2 separate regions of the Hordeum vulgare genome follow, and region 1 is linked to region 2. A link is a contact called in public Hi-C data. All regions are on one chromosome and are shown on one strand. Each heading gives the region's core, a stretch centred on a gene start, on an enhancer-like site or on the middle of the called end of the contact. The rest is flanking DNA. Distances are from core to core; before and after follow the strand shown.

Region 1 (7,787 bases), core at 2,190-4,689, 680 kb before region 2:
GTTTGCCACAATCATCATTTGTTGGACACACCAACGTAAGAGAGACACACATTTATCATGATTTGTTAGAATACTCTTTCTCCTTCACTTATATCTTTTGAGCCACATTCTTGCTCTAGTGCTTCATTTATATCTTTTTAAAGCACGACGATGGTCATATTTTAAAGAAATAGTTGCACTCTTAGGCTTCACTTAAATATTTTTTAGAGTCTAAAATATGTGAACTTTTTTTGAATTACCGAAGATTTTCTAAAACGAAGTGAACAAATTTTGAAATTCTATTTTTAGGGCATTTATGAACAAAATTTGAAAATGAGAGCATTTTCTTGTGAAATGAACAATCCTTATAAAATAAGAACATTTTTTAGAGAAAAATAAATTTGACAAGGAAAATTTAAAATAAAAAAAGTAAAACATCAATTTTTTTGAGATAAAAATAGATAGGCCGGTCAGTCGAGGGACCGAGTGCGCAGCACACGACGACATTTCCTATTTGACGCTACACGCGCGTGTTAATGTGCATTCTGTAAATTGGTGCGTGCAGTGTTCTTAAATGGGCGGCGCATCTAGACGACAGGTGACGACCTTTTTTTCAAACTTTTGTCGACTATTTTGAATATTGATAAACTTGCTTAAAATTTGGACATTTTTTAAATTGATGTTTTCTATGAAAATCGACGAACATTTTCTAAAATATGAAAATTCTATGAACTTTTTTGAATACCAATGAACTTTTTTGAAAATTGATTAATTTTTTTTTCTGAAAATGGATGAATTTTGTAAAAAATTGATGAACTTTGTTAAGATTTATGAACTCTTTTCAGTTCAATGAACGTTTTTATAAAATACATGAACTTTTTTTCTAATTTCTTAGAAAAAATTTCAGATTTAGTAATCTTTTTTAAATTTAATGAACTATTTCCAAATTGGATGAAAAAAATCTATTTCAATGCACCTTTTCAAGTAGATGAACTTTCTTCAAAATTGATGAACTTTTTTCAACTGGATGAAATTATTTCTTTAAATTTATAAACCTTTTGGATTTCATATTTTTATTTTCATAACAAATAAAAAATCTGGAAGGTTTTTTCCTACTAGATTAACAAAAAAAGAACAAAAAATAAATTGGGCAGCTCATGAGCATGCTAGTGGGTCGACTCATGCCAGCAAGGTTGCAAGCGTTGGATCGCTAACGGTCGCCTGCAGCACCGACTAGAAGCTCCTGCGCGCGTCAGATAGGAGGTCCTCGAGGCGAGGCCTTTCTCTCGCTAAAGACTCTGGGCAGCTGGGCTGGTCTAGCTGGCGACCGCGCCCGCGTCGTTGCCCTTTCTGAAAATCTATCCAACATGTTGATTCTTCTTTTTTGCATCTTCTTTGTTTTGTATCATTGTTTTGAATAGCGGGCTATAGCCCTACTATTGCCTTGCTATAGCCTTTTCAGCAGGGTGTCGTTAAATATAATCATGTACAAATATGTTGCTATAGTCCGCTATAGCTTCGCTATAGCTGATTTGAAAGTTCGTCGCTATTTGGCATAGCGCACAATTTAAAACATTGGTTTGCACATTGAACTCGCAGTCCAAAATTCTGTGGATACATTTTCTTCTAGTTGGTACAAATTCTTTGGATGAAGTACTAGGTGAGAAATAGTTATTCTTCATCCCCTCTATTTTAATATAAATTCATCATATTTTTTTGTTTCATAAATTTTATCTTATTTCATACATAAAAGAAGAACGCAGGAAGATATATGATGGTTGTAAACATTATTTTATGTTACATAACAACATAGTAAAATATGCATTAAATGCATTTTTTGGTCTTATGACCTATATTTTTGTATTTTTATGCCAACTTTTACATATTAAAACAATATAAATATAATTATTTATATTTCAAATGTAATTTATTTAAAAAATAATTGAAAAATTACCTTGGGTGAAAAATAAATTATTCTGCACCCAAAATATTTAAAACATTTGTTGAATGAATAATTGAAAAATACCGAATAATTATTTCAAAAATAGTAATCAAGCATTTAAAAAATGTTGAATACGTATTTAAAAAATGTTGTACAAGGAAATGAAAAATGTTAATCAAGCATTCGGAAAAATGTTGAACAATCATTCAAAAAAGTTAAACAGTTATTCAAAAAAAAATCACTTAAAATAAATTTATCAAGTATTTTTAAAATGTTATTTAAGTATTCAAAAAATGTTTAACGTTTGTAACAAATTGTAGATCATGTATTACAAAAATGTTGACCCTGAACTGAAAAACATTAACCTTTTATTTAAAAACTGTTAATTAAGCATTTCAAAAATGATTAAAATGTATAAAAAATATTGACCATGGATTCAATAAATGTAAATATTATATTTAGAAAATGTTAATAATGCATTTGAAAAATATGTATAGAAAAATTGTTGACTGTGTATTACAAAAATGTTTAATTTTTATTTTAAAATTGTTGGACATGTATTAGAAAAATGTTGTTGACATATACAAAAAATGTAAAAGTAATTACCACAAGAACAAAGAAAACCGAGAAAATAAAATGAAAATTATGAAAAAAAATGCAAAATGGGATAAAAATAAGGAGATGAAGAAAGAAGTGATGATCAAAAATTAAATTTGAGAAGGCGCAGAGGAAGCGGTTGCTACGACAACATAACATTTTCCTGTATGGACAAAGGAGTGATGAACAATAATCAATATGGGCCTTACAACTCGCATGCAACCGCGCGGCAATGTGGTGAAATTATACTTTTCATTTCTTTTTGGAAAAGAAAATATTGAGAAAAACAATCCATTTACGCATTAGACAGAGAGAAAACATAACAAGAAGAGGGAAAGAGTAGAGAGCAACACAACATAGTAACGGCCATGAGTTAGTACATACACCATAGTTGGCATACAACAAACATCTCATGATCGTAGAAATCCATCGATGTGCAAAGCCAATATGTTCCATCATTTGCTGCAAAAACAAGCATTCCACTCTATCATATGTCTTTATCATGTCTAACTTAACCCGCACATAACGACTTCATTCTTTTCCTTTTATGAATGGCGTGAACACACTCGTATGCCAAAAGTACATTATCAGTAAATACATGAAAGCACTTTTCTCCTCAGAGATGAGAACATGTAATGTACCTTTCAGTCGGTTTGTAAAGACCTTCGTCGCGATCTTATAGAATACATTACATAGGCTGGTAGGTCGAAATTGTTATAGTAACTATGAAGAATTACATTTTGGAATCATAACAATGACCAGTGCATTAAATGCTTTTGGTGCCGTCATCCCCTTCAGAAAATCTTTGACCATCCGACAAACATTGTTACGTACCAGCAGTCAGTCTTAGTGGTAGAATAAGGCCGGAAGCCCATCCGGCCCAGGCGCCTTCCTTGGACCCATCTGAAAGAGGGAATCTCCTATTTGTCGCTTGTTGCGTCAAGCTGTCGGTGCTTCGCACACGCGAGCGACCGAGAAGCGACGCAACAGGCTTGCCCGTTTAAGCATTCCAACGCCTCCGGTTTTGGAAACCGTGTTCCCAGCCGATTTTTTGGTTTTGGGAAACTTCGAGAAGGTTCCTTGAACCGGTTTTTTCTTTTTTCCGTTTTTCTTTTTCATATATTTCTGTTTTCTTTTCTCTCAGTTTTTCCTTTTCTGTTTTTGTTTTGTTTCCATTTTGTTTTTTAATTAATTCAAAATTTGTGCACAATTCAAAAAATGTCTATGGTTTCAAAATTTGTGCAAAATGAAAAAATGTTTACGGTTCAAAAATTTGTTCATGAATTTGTAAATTATTTATAATTTTATAATTTTGTTCATGTTTCAAAATTTGTTTGCACTTTGAATTTTTTTTACGGTTTAACGAAAAATGTTAATAATTTTATAGTTTTATTCATGAATTTGAAATTTGTTCACGTTTCAAAATTTGTTCATGTTTCAAAATTTGTTCATAATTCAAAAAATGTTTGCTGTTTCAAAATTTGTTCACAGATTCAAAAAATATTCACATTTTATAATTTTGTTCACAATTTGAAATTTATTCTTGTTTTTCAATTTTGTTCATAAATTTTCGAAAAATAATCTGGAATTCTAAAAATTCTTCACCTTTTTCATAAATGTTTGTAAATTTGAAATCGGTTCATGTTTTCAAATTTTGTTCATGTTTTCATATAAAGTAAATGAATTTTGTTCACATTTTCAAAAAAAACTCATGTTTTTAAAAAAAAATCCTCGTTTTTGTTCAGAATTTAGGAATTTTGTTCATATTATCAAATATTCTTCAAATTTTTCAAATATCGTTCATGTTTTTCGAAATTGTTCAGAATTTTAGTAAATTTGTTGTTATTTTGAAAAAATTGTCCACCTTTACAAAAAAATCGGATATTGAAATTTGTTCATGCTTTAAAAACAGTGTGCATGTTTCTTCTATAGGAATTCATAGACCTTTGCCCGTGTTTTTCAAAATTTGTTCACTTTTCGAAATATTATTCACATTTTTCAGTAATGATCTGAAATTTGAATTTTTTTAATGTTTTTAAACTCTACACGTCTTTGTACAAAATTTACGAATTTTGTTTACATTTTCAAAGAAAAAATCAACTTTTTGAAATTTTGTTCACGTTTTAAAATAGTTCACCATCTCAAAAAATGTTCCAGCTTTCTAAATTTGTTCACAAATTCAATAGATTTTATGTTTTCGAAATTTGTTTATAAATTCAAAAAATTATTCATGTTTTCACAATTTGTTCGCCAACTCAAAAAATATTCGGTGAGAATTTTAAAAAATGTTGTTTTGTAAAATTGCTCATAATTTCAAAAACAGTTGACGTTTCACACTAAAAAAGTTTATAAAATACTTTTTGGAAATTTCATGATTTTTTTCTGCTTTTAGTTTCTTCAATTTCCCCGTTGTAAATCTCATGTGAACGTGCGAGTTGTGGTGGGTAGCGTGGCATGTGCATAAACGAGAGGTTATGGGTTTGATGCATATCGCAAGTAGTTTTTGAAATTGTGTCTACTCTGAAGCGAAGCCACTGCAAAATGGACCAGTACAGGGTGCACGACGCCCTGTACGAAACCACTACTCCTTGCCGCAATAAGCAACGAATAGAACCTCTCCTGAAAGAGGGTTGCCTGAATCTCAACATCGGAGATTGGAGCCAGCAACGCAGCACTTCATTCATCTCATCGGTGACTAAGAGCATTTACAGCCGGACCTCTCAAATTCGTCTCAAACGCCGGGATAGCCCGTCCGGTCATTAATCGGTCACAAAAAATCGACTAAATCGAATCCCTCGTACCGTCTCAAATGTCCGGACTAACCGACACCACTCATATTCATCTCAAATATGAGGACGGTATGAGGGCTCGCGGACGTGTCCGGACACGCCCAACCAGTTCGCCACATAGGACGCGACCGCATCCCGAACCATATTTTCTTTTTTTTATTCCTTCTTTTCATTCTCTTTCTTTTTCACGAACCACATTTAAGTGATCGGACATATAAGAAAAAATATAAAAAATACAGTTGCACGAACGAAAAAGTAAGGATTTAAAATGAATACGCCATATGTCACTGATTAATCGTGTCCGCGGGCGTGTGAATTTGCACCATAGATGATGTAAGTGATCAATGTTGTGCAACAAAGTGTTAGCTCTCTGTGACCCATCCGAAGTCAAGAGTTGCCTCATCAGACTACTCGACCATACCGACCATACCATACGTCTCTGTACGTCAGCTCTTCAGAATACTCGGTCGATGAGAGAGAGAGAGAGAGAGAAGACGCTGCAGTGCAGTGCAGAGAGGAGTGGGCTGGGTGGTGCAGACATGGGAAGACTCGAGAAAGGCCAAAGCAAAGGTGTTGAGTTGGGAGACAGTGCAAGCAACGACGGGGCGGGGGGTCGGGGGGGCATCACGAGTTTTCGCTCCTACGTCTGCGTGCATGGGGAGTAGCGAAAGGCGGGCAGCCACCATCCGATTCCGACCCGGCCGGCGTACCCGTACGCTACGTACGAATCGCTTGCATCCTTCCACTTCTTACTCTACCTGCACGTACCACCGTTGCACCTACCACGACAACACACTTGCTTTTTTGCATGGGCGCCACCGTGGAGCGCTGTATCACGAGCATGTGGCTCGTCGCTTGCGCACACGACACGTCATCATGCGGCTGCCGATAGGGATAGAGACGAGAGCCGCCGTACGGACCGTGGAGTGCACCAACGGGTTTCCGACCCAGACTGCTTTCCATTTTCTTTCGACACAGGATAGGAGTATATATCTTCCAGCACAAGAGCGCACAAAGCCCGGCATAAGAGACAGAAACAAATGAGCAGCACATGACATGTGTGTTTTTTCATGACTAGAGCATGTCAGTTATTACTCCCTCCGTTTTTAAATATAAAATCGTTTCTGATATTAGTATATTAAAAATAACTCATCACGAAGGTGCAGAATCCTGACTTGCGCCCTATTAGCCTTTGCAACGTTGTCTACAAGCTCGTGTCTAAAGTTCTGGCCAACCGCCTTAAAAGTATATTGGGGGAGATCATTTCTCCAACCCAAAGTGCTTTTGTTCCAGGGAGATTGATCTCTGATAACACTATTCTTGCATATGAGATGTCTCATTTTATTAGGAGGAAAAGATCAGGGAGAACTGGTTATATGGCTCTCAAACTTGACATGAGCAAAGCCTATGACCGTGTTGAGTGGCCATTCTTACAAGGTATTATGAGGAAGATGGGATTCAGTGAGGTGTTCGTGCAATTAATTATGAAATGTGTGCAAACAGTGAAGTACAAGTTTAAGATTAATGGTCAGCTTTCTTCTTTGTGCAATTAATTACGGCAGGGTGATCCTATATCCCCATACCTGTTTCTTCTTTGTGCAGAGGGGTTTAGAGCTATGCTCCATCATGCTGAGAGTGTGGGGGAACTCAAGGGAATCAGATTGGCGAATGCTGCACCATCGGTGTCCCACCTTTTGTTTGCCGATGATTCATTGCTGCTGTTAGAAGCTGGTGAAAATAGTGCAACAAAAATAAATGATATTCTTCAATGTTATGAAGCATGTTCCGGACAGGTTATCAACCGTGATAAATCATCCATCCTTTTCAACCGAAATACAAAACGCCATGTGAAAGAAGCTATCCTTGCTGGTTTGGGTCTCTCATCTGAAACGTTTGGTGGCAAATATCTTGGGTTGCCATCATATGTTGGTCGTAATAAAATCAAATGCTTTGAATACTTGAAGGAGAGGATTTGGAAGAGACTACAAGGGTGGAGGGAGAAGTGTCTATCGAAGGCCGGTAAGGAGATTTTGCTTAAAGCAGTAGCACAGGCGATACCGACTTATGCTATGGCGTGCTTTGATTTAACAAAGGGCCTATGTGATAGTATTAGTCTGATGATATGCCGGTATTGATGGTCACAGAATGATAAAGATCGTGCTATGCATTGGGTCTCTTGGGAGAAAATGATGAAACATAAGGAGGAAGGGGGGCTAGGCTTTGGCGATCTGCATATTTTCAATCTTGCTATGTTAGCGAAGCAAGTTTGGCGTCTCATTCAAGCGTCGGAATCCCTTTGTGCTACAGTTCTCCGGGCTCTGTATTTTCCAGATGGGAACGTCTTGAAGGCTTCTCCGGTGAAAGGTATGAGCTATGTGTGGCGTAGTATTTTAAAGGGGGTCAAGGTGGTCAAAGAAGGAATGGTTTGGCGGGTTGGAGATGGCACCCATGTCAAAATCTGGGAGGATCCGTGGCTTCCT
Region 2 (7,567 bases), core at 2,123-4,622:
CCGATGTTGGAGTTGATATTTTCTTCTTGCTAATGAGAGTTCGAATTTTCGTTAGTCTGTTGCTCTTTCACTATGGCAACAATCGTCAACGCATCATCTAGGTTTGGCGAAGTAGTGGAAGCACCAATATTACCTGGCTTGAGAAATTGCCGAATACCTCCGTATTGTGAGTTTATCAATTTTTTGACTCCCTTTTTTTTTTCCTTTTATCGTTGCCTAATGGATATTTTCTTTTGCTGGGCGGCATGACAACAAACACAATGTTGAAAACAAAAGAATGTTGCATCAGTTGTTGAACGGTGCCAGCTCTGAATCAAAAAATTTGTTGTATGAATACATACTTCAATACCTGATCCTGAATCCTGATGCCAAATTTCAGATTTTTAGTAGTCTGTACGTGTCTATGGTCCGCACATGAATGAAAGGAGAGGAACTGAGCAAGGGCCAATAGCGTCCTTATTTCTGTAGACTGCAGTCTGTACTTGTGAGTTGTGAACTGAAATCGTTTTAGATTAGGAAGATAATTAGCCAATTACCAGGGGACGGCGGCAGTGGCCTTAGATGCCCGGGCAGGTGCGAGTAGTATAGGGGTCATGTGTCTCTCTGCTGCGTGTGTCTCTGCTGCGACGCTGCGTGCGTGTCTCTGATGTGTGCGTGTAGTGTACGGCCACTACGACGACGTCGGCGGCGGCCAGTAGCTAGGGCTCGGGACGTGGGCTCTTCGTGATGCAACAGGAATGAAACCGTCCAGCCGCGGATCTCTCGACGTTTCCTTTATTTCTGAGGATCTGCCGTTATCTTTTCTGAGAACAAACGACTCTATCGCTGGCCGCTGGGATCGAGCGATCAGCAGTTCTTCCTATTCCAGCGCTTCTAGTACTATGGGCCAAGGCTCTCTCAGGCTGGCCTTCTGTTTGTAACTGACCTGTGACACTTATCAGGATCCTAAAAATATCGGATGCGACTTGTTTCTGGATTAAGCTGTAAAAATTTTGGTAATACAGTAACCCAATGCATAGTTATAATTTCAGGTTCAGAGAGTTATTGAATGAACCGTGACACATCTTGCTGTGACACATATATATGGGCGTTGTTGCATAGGGTCTGTTTGACACTGTTTGGCACCGCTTCACATTTTGAAATTCAAGTCCGCTCTAAAGAGTTGCAAGCCAAATGAAGCGAGATCATCATATGCCGCTGCGCACAAAAATTAAAATATAAAGTGCAACTCGTTATTTTCGGTGAAGTTCTTCAAGGGATGCTCCTAAAACTCTAGAAGTTAGAATTGGAATAAAATTACCAACCACTCGCATCAATAAGTGGATATCCTTTTTTTCGTCATTCAATCTGATAGATCATTTTCATCAAAGTTCTCATTCTTGCAATTGTAGCTAGCTGAAAGGCAAATATGATAAACTGCTCTTTGGTAGAGCTGCAACTCCTGTGTAAAACTACATCGAAGTAGATTTGACAGGGTTAAGCTAATGAAACTGCCCCAGAATATATTTACTGGAGCTCCAAATAAGGTCACAATCTCAAAACTATTAACTCATTTGTGAAATTTGTGCCTTTTTTAAAATCATGAACTTTTTAAAAATTACCAAAGTTTTCCTAAATTCAGGAAGTTTTTTTTTTCAAATTTGCAAACGTTTTTTCAAATTCATGCACTTTCTTGAATTCTTGAATTCTTTTGCAGTTTTTTGAACATCCTTTATTTCTGAACTCTTCCAAATTCATGAACATTTTAAAAGCCATGAACTTAGTTCGTGAACTTTTTAAAAGTTTATCCATTTATTTCAAATCCTTGAACTTTTTAAATTTCATGAAAGTTTTCATATGTGAGCTCTTTCAAATATGTGAACTTTTGATTCAACCTCATGAAATATTTTCGAATTTATGAAAAAATCAAATTCACGTACTCTACTAAAAGTTGCAAACTTTTTTTCAATTTGCTAATATTTCTAAAATACAATAAACTTTTTTAAAATCCACGAACATATTTTAAACTCATAAATATAACAAACCTTTTCAAATCTGTGAACTTTCTTCGGAATTTTTGAACTATTTTCCAAATCCATGCACATTTAAAAATTCATGAAAAAATCAATTTGTGTTCTTGCTTCGAATTCACAATCTTTTATCGTATTCATGAACTTATTTTCAAATTCTTGAGTATTTTTTGGCATCCAATCATTTTTGTTGTACCAATATTTTTCATGAGAGAAGACAAATCGTGTCTTCCACCACGTAACCGCACCCTTTTATTTTGAGTGAAACGTAACTAAAGCCAGACGACCGAATGCAGCCATGACGGTAGCAAACCGTATTTTGAGTGAGACAAATGTACGGGAGCTCCTATGCAGCGCTGAACACGCCGGCCAATGATCCGGCGCTTAGAGGGTTGCTAGTATGGGCCGGCCTACTAGCGTGCTGACCAGAAACGTCCAGATTTTCTATTTGTTACGAAAATAATAACATGAAATCAAAAAAGGTTTACAGATTAAAAAAAGGTTCATTCATTTGAAAAGAAATACTCCTTTCATCTCAAAATAAGTGTCGTTGTTTTAGTACTAAATTTTACCAACTTATTTAGTACTAAATTTGCGACACTTATTTTGGGATGGAGGGAGTATAGCTTAAAAAAGGTTCATTAATATTGGAAAAAGTCCGATTTGAAAAAAAAACTTGATTAGAACTAAGAAAAAAAATCATCCAATTTAGAAAAAGTTCATTAATATTTAGAAAGTTCATAAAATTTGAAAAAATCTCATAGAGTTTCGTTCATGTATTTTTTAAAAATTTCATTGAACTTAAAAAAATCTTTATAAAGTTCATCAATTTGATAAAAAATCATCCATTTTCAAAACGATGTACATAAAATTTCAAAAAAGTTATTTAATATTCAGAAAAGATCATCGAATTTTAATATTTTAGAAAATGTTCGTCGATTTTTAGAAAAAAGTACATCAATCTTAAAAAAATATACATTGAATATTTTAAAAAGTCCATTCACATATAAAATGTTCATAGAACTTTAAAAAACAAATGTTAACCAGCGCCTAGATGGACCTTCCATTTACGAAAGCCACATGCGCAAGTTAACAAAAATGAACATTAACTAACGCATGTGGCACCAAATAGAAAATGCCCAAATATATTCGGCTGCGGCCCGTTAGTGAATGGGCATCGGCTCTTTGTCGGGGCTATATATCGCCCGTATCTTTTCCTAATAATAAAGGAGATATTGCTTCTGCCGTACGTCATAATATATACCCCTGAAGTTGCAAATAATTACCCACTATGCCACCCGCAAGTGAGAAAAACGGTTCGTTTGTTTACACCGGCTGTTTGGGTTGGTTAAGAGCAGGCAATCCTAAATATTATCACGACTACAAAGGTGTCCTGGTGGTTCAACTAGTGCGCCTCTAGCCAGGCAGCCTGGGTTCGAATCGCATCCATGCATTTTATTTTGCCCTCTTTTCTCTTTGATTTTTTGATGGGTGTAAGAGCAGATTCAAAATGTTTTAGCTTTTTTATTTCTGCCCTCTTTTCTCTTCTATTTTTTGATGGGTGTAGGAGCAGATTCAAAATGTTTTAGCTTTTTTATTTTTGCCTTCTTTTCTCTTTAATTTTTTGTGGGTGTAGGAGCAGATTCAAAATGTTTTTCGAAATATTCATATTATTTAAACCAAGAATTCAAATCTAACATATTTTTATAATTATGTTTTGGTTGCAACCTTAATTAATATTTTAATACCTTCTTTATATGTGGTATTCTGAAAATGTCTATTGTTTATGTTTCATACTCATTTAAATGCCGTAAATATGATTATTTGATGCTCTCGCAATAACAATTATTGGCATTATATGGGATGTTCATTCCTATCGGATACTATACCTTCTTTATATGTTATATATGAAATTTGATTAAAAAATGTGTAGAATTTAAATAGGATGTTATTTTTAACTGTTGAATACTTCTTAAATATTATTTTTGGTGCAAACTTAATCTGTAGTGCACGGTCATTTTTTTCTCTATTTTCGACGACGATACGAATTGCAATAAACATTCATTAAACTAAAACCAAATTGAGAGGAAAGAAAACATCGTTAACCACACATGCACACCTTTGGAAAACCTCGTGGGGAGAAACAATATATTTCTCATCTTATTCCGAGTGACTATACATTCAAACGCGTTTTCGTTGTGTGAACACTAAGGCCATCGTCAGCAACACAAATGTGATGCCATGTTACGTTCAGAGCGTATGTTATTTTCTCTTCTGTTGCAACGCACGGGCTCTTTTGCTAGTAGATTCCTAACAGCAATCGCCTGCGGGCGACAGAGGCCGACCGACCCACTTTGCAGCGCCGGTACTTCGCATTCTTGTGGCAGTGGCTCGTAGTTGTCAGTAGAGTTCCTCTTTTTCTTTTTTTCTTTTTTGGCTATTTGTTTATGGGAAATGTTTGGGGCAGCCGGTCGTTCGAACGGTTCGGTCGGCCTAGTGCGCGTGATAGGATTAAGGTTAATTTTATTGTGCGTTGGCCGTCTTAGTGATTTTTTGCTACAATCAATGTCAAATTTTATTACATCGTTCATTAAAAAGCTTCATTCATGTTTGTCAGAGTTGCAATTCAAGTCCGATGATTTTTTTACTACAACCGATGTCGATTTTTTACAACCGATGTCGATTGTTGCTATAACTGTCCACTAAAAAAGATGCATTCACGTTCGTCAGAGTTGCAACCCGAGTTTGTCGGATTCTTTTGCTACAACCGGTATCGATTTCTGCTACAACAGTTGTCGATTTTTGCAATAATCATCCACTAAAAAAGCTGCATCCATGTTCGTCAGAGTTGTAATCCGAGTCCGTCGGAGTTGTAGCCACCTTCATCCAATGATTTTTTTTGCTACAACGGTATCGATTTTTGTTACGACCGGTATCGACTTTTGCTATAATGGCTGCAGTCGGCACCTGTAAAAGCTACAGCCGGCGGGGAGCGTGGCGCGCGCCGCCGTGGGGGAGCAGGCGATCGGAGGAGTCGACCTTGAGTAGCATTCCGACGGCGGGCGTGAGCGGTGACGCAAAGCGAAGGCTGAAGACGGTGTCCATAGCGTGCGCGGACAGCGAGCACAGGAATCCATCCATGGCGAGTGTAGGAGGTGTAGCTACATCCATGGCAGTGACCGCCGGCGAGGGCAACGACCGGCATCGCAGACGGCGAACCGACAACCTGGGAGGCGGTGCTTCGAGGTTAGTCGTTCACTCGTTCATGCCACTATAATTTTTCTAGCGCACCACTGTAGCACTTTTAAAGCGCACGATCCGGAGCATCTTCCAAAGAAGCGCACTAGTGCAGCGCCCGATCTAGTCCGGTCCAGCGGCCCCACCTACAGCAGCTCAGAGTTTGATGCGCGCGCAAGCCGGCGCACCAAATATTGCGCGCGATAGTGTTTTTAAGCGTGTGCCCAAAAGTTTTTAGCGAGCGCACTGTTTTGCAGTGTCTATTGGACCTGTCCGGCGCTAAAAAACGAATCTTTTAACGCGCGGAGTAGTTTTTTTGACAGCTGTTGAAGATGCTCTAAGAAAGACGACATGAGAAGCTCTAATCTAACGGTAGTACATGCTCACATCAAACGGTTGGGGGTACAGACCGGCGCCCAGCAGTGCCTTTTGTTTATTTGCTGGTTTTTGGTTTATCTTTTTCTCGCATTTTATGCTTTGGTTTTATTATTATTCTCAAGGTTTTCTGTTTTCCTTTTTCCTTCTTTATACTTTTGTTTCGTTTATTTCCTTATAGGTTTTCTTTGATTTTTTCCTTGCAAATTTTCATTGATTTATATTTTTAATACACTTCCATTTTTTCATATATGTTGTACATTTTCATATATATTAATAGATTTTCGTATATTAAACTTTATCAAATACATGTTTAATATTTTTAATATAAATATGTGCTATTTTTAAATACATGTGGAGACGTTTTTGAACGATAAAAATATTATTACACACTACGTAAATATTTTTAGTGAATTGTACATTTTGTTTTGAAAAAATCACGATAACATATATAAAAGTTATGATGATTTGTTTAAATGTGACGTACATTCTTTGAATACTTTATTATTTTATTGAAATGTGAACATTTTGTATTTGTCCCTTTTCTACACATGTGTGCCACATTTTTCGTACATATGGTTAACTTTTCCCATATACATGATTAATGTCTTTCTACTTTTTTGTACGGCTCAGAATTTTTCTAGACATGTTTTTTTAAGAAAAACTGTAAGGAAAACCATCCACAACGAGTTTTTTTAAATAATAAGAATCCAAATTCGTGTTTTTGGAGACTTGAACCTGGATGGCTGGTTTGTACATCCACTCCACTAGCCAAGTGCGGTAGGCTCACTTCCTCAATTTTTTACATATGTTTAACATTTTCAAATTCAAAATTAGCATTGTGCAGATTGTTTTTGGAAAAATGTTCCGAATACATTTTGAATTTTTTTGAAAAATAATTAAACATTACACACATCTTTTAAATGTATGAATCATTTATCCGAATTACACAAAAAATGAACTTGTTTTCTTTTTCTCAAAGAAAGGAAGATGATATAGCCGACGCCACTAGGTGGCTCGCTTTTCTGCATCATTTTCTAATGGCTCCCCTCCGCTGACGGCCTTTTTTCGCCGGTGGTGAGGGGATCGTCGAATATCATGCATGGAGGCATGTGTAGCTATAGGGTTAGGACCCTATTAGTTTTCAAGTTTTGGTCGTTCGACGTCTTGGCTATAGCAACGACTATAACGACGCAAAATAGAAACGATACAGATCGTTCGTCGATGAGACGTCTTGCAGTCGATGATGGATTTAGAAATTAGTCTGTTCACATAGTGATATCGTGGTGACGACATTTCCTTGGTGGACTTGTGTCCCGGGCTTCATCCTTGTGGCACATAGCGGCGTCCGCGGTTGTGTATCCAGTGCTTAAGGCATTGAACAACGAAATCATTAAAAGGGTCTCCTTATAAAAGCCACTCTCATCTTTTCAGGTTGCAACAAGTGATACATTGCGTGTGCATGATTTGTCAGTGACTTTCCATTTTTGATTGATTCTTTTATTTAAAATATTTTATCTCTTAAAACGTGTGTCTAAATCCTAAACTGTTTTCATTGTTAGATTCCCTGCGTTGAGTTTTTTGAAACTAAATTCTATGCTAATACATTCTGATGGATTTTTTTCAAGAATAAAAATGAAAGAAAAAACCCAAGCCGGAAGCACGGTTTTCCCTTACCTTTTTCCCTTTTCAAGAGACACATCTATGAACTTCACGGAAGTAGATATGTGCCTCCACAAGAAGCTAATATGTACCTCTTGTAGAAATAAAAAATATTTTTTTTTTCAAGAGGCATAACCGTAATCCTCATGGAAACGAACTTCTGCCTTCATTTCAGGCAAATATGTGCCTCTCCCGGAAGCAAAAAAACATGTTTTCTAAGGCATAGATATGACTCACGTGGAAGGAAACATGGGGCTCTGACGCAAACAAAAAAAACAAGTTTT

Evidence for each region. Hi-C and Micro-C count contacts between places; a contact is called where the count stands out from the background.
Region 1: a contact with region 2 is called in a Hi-C map of leaf, with 4 times the contacts expected there. The contact joins two enhancer-like sites. A contact is called at or near these places in 3 of 6 Hi-C or Micro-C datasets (leaf and seedling).

The regions. Positions count from the first base shown.
Region 1 is chr2H:430,476,158-430,483,944 of MorexV3_pseudomolecules_assembly, reverse strand. LOC123430201 (a long non-coding RNA gene) reads left to right here and starts at 7,725. Exons shown (of 2, transcript XR_006622888.1): 1 at 7,725-7,787. Within about 2 kb of position 3,439, at least 3 of the 3 cell types and tissues checked have open chromatin away from gene starts, as enhancers often do. A contact at or near this core is called in leaf, where this site is marked.
Region 2 is chr2H:429,798,521-429,806,087 of MorexV3_pseudomolecules_assembly, reverse strand. No RefSeq gene overlaps it. Among protein-coding and RNA genes, the nearest start is that of LOC123426527, 230 kb to the right of the region's middle. Within about 2 kb of position 3,372, at least 2 of the 3 cell types and tissues checked have open chromatin away from gene starts, as enhancers often do. A contact at or near this core is called in leaf, where this site is marked.